Linked DNA regions of Sus scrofa: region 1 is linked to region 2. The links are chromatin contacts, called in public HiChIP or PLAC-seq maps. All regions are on one chromosome and are shown on one strand. The core of a region is the stretch at or near the end of the contact, and the rest is flanking DNA. Distances in the headings are between cores, read along the strand shown. Region 1 holds the start of COG1 (conserved oligomeric Golgi complex subunit 1). Region 2 holds the start of TTYH2 (protein tweety homolog 2).

Region 1 (2,784 bases), core at 216-2,715, 880 kb after region 2:
AATTTTTGTGACTGAGAATAAGTCAGATTGAACAGCAATAAAAATAAATGTTTTTCAAGATAAGCATAGTACAAATTAATTTTTTAATAAAACCCTTAAGCATGCCTGAGTTATAGCAAAGGCTGGGAACCTAATGCACTAAATGCACAGTCTAGGGAGGGATAAAATCTCTCATTTCAAAAATTAGCAAAGAATTTCTAGTTTCCTCTGGTTCTATCGCGTTAGCCCGGCTTAATGATCTGGATTCTTCTAAAACCCAGGCTGTATTAAAAAGTTCCAAACTGGAGCTAAGTTGCACTCTGCAATTTTTTTCCTTCCACATGGCTGTATGGCTTCAGAACAAATTCCTTCCTTACCTTTCTCACCCTCTGCGCCCTTTCCCTTTGCCACCCCTAAGTCAACATTCTTCAGCAACACAAAAGGCATTATTAGGATTAGCGTCCTTGGACAGTGGGTCTAATCATTAGTGTTTGGAGGAAAAACACGAATTAAAATAAACTTAGTTTCTTAAAATGAAAACGTTCCTCTCTTGAAAAGATGAGAGTTTGCCATAAAAAAAAAAAAAAAAAAAAAGAGAGCTTGATAGTTGGGTACTATCTTCCAACAACAGGTGGAAAGGGCTATGGAGGTTATTCCCGGGAGCGGGATCGGGGTGGGGGCGCGGTGGGGGCGGGAGGGGGAGACTGGGAGGAGGAAGGAACGGCCTGGGGGGAAGGCGTCAGCCTAGGGGAGAACTCTGTTCTAGTTATAATGTTGGGAAATGCGATATAAGGAACGAGTCGAACTGTCTAGCGAGAGACCCCTGGCGTTTCCATGCAAAGCTGGCAGGAAAAACTCAGTGACCCCACCAGTGAGGTGCGGAACGCAAGGCCCGGAAGCCCGGGAAGGCGCCTGAAGAAACGGCCGAGGGATTTTGGAGAACCGGGCAGCCGCAAGGAAGGGACAGCGGCCGTCGTCCCCCGAGGAGGGAGCGCAGAGAGCGGCGGAGGCTCTTCCTACGGCAGGTGAGGCCCCGCCGGGGGACGCGGGCCGGCCCACGTGAGCAGGAGCGGCCGGGCTGGGGGCGGGGGCCCGGGGCTGACCTGCGGGTCCCGCGGCGGCCGGGGCGCGGCCGAGCCGGCCTGGCGGAGGCGGGCGCAGTACTGGTCGGTGGCCTTCACGGCGTCCACCAGCCCCTCGGCGCAGCGGCGCATCTGGCCGATGGTGTCGGCCGCCTCAATCAGGTCACGGTACCGCTCCCCCACCATCTGCCGCAGCTCCTCCTTCTTGTGCTCAATCTCGGCCCGAACCTGGCGCTCCAGCCCGCGGATCTCCTCCGCTCCATGGGTCTCGAAAAGCGCCGCGGGGTCGCGCAGATCCAGCCGCTTCAGAGCAGGGGAAGCGGCCGCGGCCGCCATGACGGACCGGTCAGCCGCCCAACGGGGCACTTCCGCTCAGCCGTCCCGCCCCTGCGGCCATCTTGGTCGGGGGCGGAAGTGCTTCCGCCCCGCTGCGGCCATAGTTGTTTGGGGCGTATCCGGATGGCCGAGGGGCGGGCCTGGCGATGGGCGGCATTTTTTTAAAGAGAGACTGTGTGGTTGTAAGATCACTGTGGCTGGCGGTATGTCTGCTGGTCCAACCCCTCGCGAATCTCAAGCCCCTCCCAGGGCAGGTGGAGCATCTCCACTTCGGAGTTAATTATCATCCAGCGTCCGCGGTGTACCGCCTCCTCGTGATGCTCCTGTGCCTTACTGGTCCGTCGCGGTCCCCGGGCAGGGGTCTTTACGATGATGGGATTGCACCCTCGGCCTGTCCCTCTCCCCTTGGAATCCCTCGGCCGCCCCTGTGTCCTGGCCAGCTGGGAGCCAAGTGGGCACACATAGCTGATAGTAGGTGCTGGATCAAAGCTGGGGCAGCAGCTTGAACCCTTCACTGCCTTGTGCGGCATCCTTGTTATTCATTATATTCTGTGGTCATCAAGCAAATGCAGTGGCAGGAAAAGAGAAGTGTGAGTTCATTTTTGTTCGTTGAAGATAACTTCCCAGTTGCTCTGGACCAGGCCCGAGCACAGGGACAGGCTGCTCCTTACCGGCGCTGTGTGTGCTCGCTCCCTTGCTTCTGGTGTTCTTTGGTTGTTGGTTAATTATTTGGGGGTGCCGTTTTTTCTTTCAACCAGTGTTATACCAAAGATGTTTTCCCTTGTGTAACCTTACATTAATCAGCACCGGTCCGGGTAGAAGGGTAGTGGGCAGCTGAGGAAAGGACCAAAATACTAAGGAAAACAATATCTTGGGGTGGGGAGGATGCCTAACACAGACTTGGTAAGAATGAAACCTGGAGAGTGTGGCCTGTTTCATCTAAGTATTTCCAAGATGCCTCATTAAAAAAAAAAAAAATTGTATTATTGAAGATTTCACCCTAATGCAGAGCGAATGGTATAATGGGTCCATCAGCTGGGTTTTACACTCACTACCTCATGGTCAGTCTCCTGCATCCTTACCCACTTCCTCTCCCTCCCACCACCTCCATTATTTTGAGGCAGGTCCCAGACATCAAAGAATTCCAATCTTTAATATTCTAGTTTACCTCCCACTAGCCCTTCAGTCTACGGATTGAATTTTGCTGCTGGGTAACCTGGGACCCAGAGAGACAGACAGATTTACTCGTGTGTGTAAATTTCAAAGCCTGTCCACAAAATTATCTGATGTACGCTTCAGGCTGCAAAGTAGGTAGGAATAGTTATTCTATGTGTGACGAAAACCTAGAGAAGCTTATTTATTCCTGCCCAAGTCGCATAGTTAGTAT
Region 2 (2,736 bases), core at 61-2,560:
CCCTAGGGCTACGAAGGGTCGCGCCCAAGAACCCGAAGCCTTCTTTTGGTCTGGAATCTGTCCCGGCCCCACGGACGAAAGAGGTGGAAAGAGAAGTGAAAACAGCTCTCAGAATCTGTCTCTTAACAGCAGTCTCCAGATCCCCGGGCTTCTGGTTACTTCTCAAATCAAGCACCATAGTGTCTGTGAGGACGGTGGGCAGTGGTGGCACGAGGGAGGCGAGGCCGGCCGCTGCTAGCGCTTTTAGAGGCTAGTGAACTGACAGACTGGGGACGGAAGGGAGCAACGCTCAGTCCCCGAGTCACTGGTTCTAAATTCAGTCTCAACCGTGATGGAGCGTCCCACTCTATAAACCAGGTGCACTCAAAGACTTGGTCCTGCCCTGGGAGCGCCCAATCCATCTGCCCAAACAACTAATGGGTGTCGCCTGGAAAGCCATGGGGATTGAGAAAGGCAGCCGATTCTTCCTAGCCGGCGGCACGGGGCGGGCCCCCTGGGGCAGAGACCCGGGAGGTGTCTCGAGGGGAAAGGCGGGGAAGGGCGAGAGGTCTCAGGGAGGCGCCAGAGCCGTCAACACAAGTTTCCTGAGCGCCTACTCTGTGCCGGACTCTGTTCTATCCGTGAACGCAAGCGGCCAGAATCTCTCGAGGGAAGAGGACCTCATTTTAGGGGTGGATGGTAGCAGTCCCCATGTGAAGACAGAAACCGCGCTAAGTTAGCGGTGCTCTGGAGAAAAGCAGAGCAGGGTCCGCGCACCAGGCGGCGGCGGGGATACCGGGTGGGGGTGTAGGCCCGGGCCCGATGGAGCCTGGGGGCAGATCGCACTCTCCGAGGCGGAGGTCTTGCGACCCAAACAGCGTGCCGGGAAGGCGGGACGCGAGGGGGCGGGAAGGGGGTGGTTAAGGTTTGGGACAGGGTCCAGGGGAGGATAAAGGGCCGCCTGAGGTTGGTGAGATGGGAGTGGGGGAGTTAAGGAGACCTGACGGGATCCGCCTTGGGTTGCAAACAGTCGCAAGTGGTAGCGAGGGGGCATAGAGACACGGGCGGAAGACGCCCGTGAGAAAAGAAACCCCAGAGACTTCAGGACTTCTGGCTTGGAGGAGGCGGAACTTGCGGGTGAAATGCCAGCAAACATACTTGGCTGCTAGAGGGGGACAGACGCCAGACGTCCCTTCTTCTCTCAGAGATCCAGGTGTGGGAGGTGGAGTCTGTTCTGCGGCCGAGGCCTCTCTTCCGGGCGGTCACAGTCCGGGTCAAGGTTCCCTGCGCCTCGCGGCGGCTGTCCCATCTGCGCATGCCTGCCCAAAGCCCAGGCGCCCGGCGGGGCAAGGACGCTGGAGGGCGCTGTCCCTCTCACAGGGGTCTTCAGCAAATTTTGAACATCTCTGTTCTAAGGGGTATAGCGATAACCAAAACATGCACGTCCCTGCCGGCGTGGGGTCTGACGTTTAATAGGGGAGGGGAGGCAGCTTTTATCCCATACGGTGATGAACTACAACCCCCCTTAAGTGCTTTCAAGGGCCCAGTATGTAAAGGGGGGCGAGGTCTGGGGGGCGGGGATGTTTCCTAAAGAATGGCCCAAGAGCTAATAGCTGAGGGCTGGGGGAGGATGGATTCTGAGCATGGGGGTACAGACAGTACACTGTGACATCGGAGACCAAGGTCTGCAAGGAGCAGAAGGGGAATCAGGAAGTGCAAACCCCGGGGTGAGGGGAGTGACAAGGAGGCGGGGAAACTACACAGAAAGACAGATCAGGGGCTGGCTGCCAGGGGCTGCAGTGCAAGAGGGAACTTTGGGGTGATGGTAATATTTTCTCTGGATTGCTGTGGTGGTTACACAGCTGTAATGTCCAACTATGCAGAACTGTGTACCCAAAGGAGCGAGTTTCACTGAATTATATCTCAATTAGCCTTACTTTATTTTTGGCTGCTCCTGCGGCAGGCAGAAGTTCCCAGGCCAAGGATCTCACCAGAGCCACAGCAGTGACGCCAAATCCTTTACTGCTAAGCCACCAGGGAACTCCAGCCTTACTTTAAAATAAATACATTAAAAAAAAAAAGGAAAGACGCTGGCAAGGTAAGCCTGGGTCACCTGGCCCCACAGGCCCTGGGAAGGGTTTTGGTCTTGAACCAGTCGGGCTGGTAGCTGAGCAAAATGGACCTGAAGCGATTCCACTGGGCCCTTAATGGGCACTGATAAACAGCATGACCATGCAGCCCCGGGACCTCGGGGCTAGGCACTGCCTGGTGCCATGTACAAGCTCCCCTCTGTGCCCCCCTCCTTCTCAACAGCACAGGCTGCAGCTGCTGAGCCCGGCCATGGGCCACGGGCCACAGGCCACACACCAAGCCGGAAGTTATGAGGATTTGGCATTCCTCTAGGAAGATTAGATCAAATGCCAACGCATTACAGAAGGGAGGAGAGGGGTCTGCCTGCAGGGAAGTGGCAGGAGCCAGCCCTGACCCCGGAGGGAGGGGGGCCTGCACCCCACAGGTAAAGACAGAGACTGCCTGGAAAAGCTCACCTTCAGGGCCACCTGCAGCCACAGGGTGCAGCTTGGAACACACAAACCTGCTTGGCCAGTCTGCGACCAGCTAGCCAGTGACCATCTTAGCTGCTTCCCCAGGGGCCTGCTGACTTAGACAAGTGGCCAGTGAAGCAAAGAAGCAGAACAGAAACGTGAGGCCTCCCCAGGACTCGTTAAGGGGTTGAAGTGAACAGCAGTCCCGCCCGCA

Evidence for each region. HiChIP or PLAC-seq counts read pairs in DNA pulled down with a chosen protein or histone mark.
Region 1: an H3K27ac HiChIP or PLAC-seq map of skeletal muscle shows a contact between it and region 2, with 7 times the contacts expected there. The contact joins the promoter of COG1 here to the promoter of TTYH2 in region 2. A contact is called at or near these places in 1 of 5 promoter capture datasets (fetal skeletal muscle), 1 of 47 Hi-C or Micro-C datasets (liver) and 1 of 2 datasets of contacts at active chromatin or transcription factors (skeletal muscle).

The regions. Positions count from the first base shown.
Region 1 is chr12:7,759,074-7,761,857 of Sscrofa11.1, forward strand. It overlaps COG1 (conserved oligomeric Golgi complex subunit 1), which reads right to left and starts at 1,466. Exons shown (of 14, transcript XM_003131245.4): 1 at 1,083-1,466. The coding sequence starts at 1,397. It overlaps SLC39A11 (zinc transporter ZIP11), which reads left to right and starts at 659. Exons shown (of 10, transcript XM_021066702.1): 1 at 659-1,004.
Region 2 is chr12:6,880,252-6,882,987 of Sscrofa11.1, forward strand. It overlaps TTYH2 (protein tweety homolog 2), which reads right to left and starts at 1,311. Exons shown (of 16, transcript XM_021066683.1): 1 at 1,138-1,311; 2 at 176-266; 3 at 2-57. The coding sequence starts at 1,296.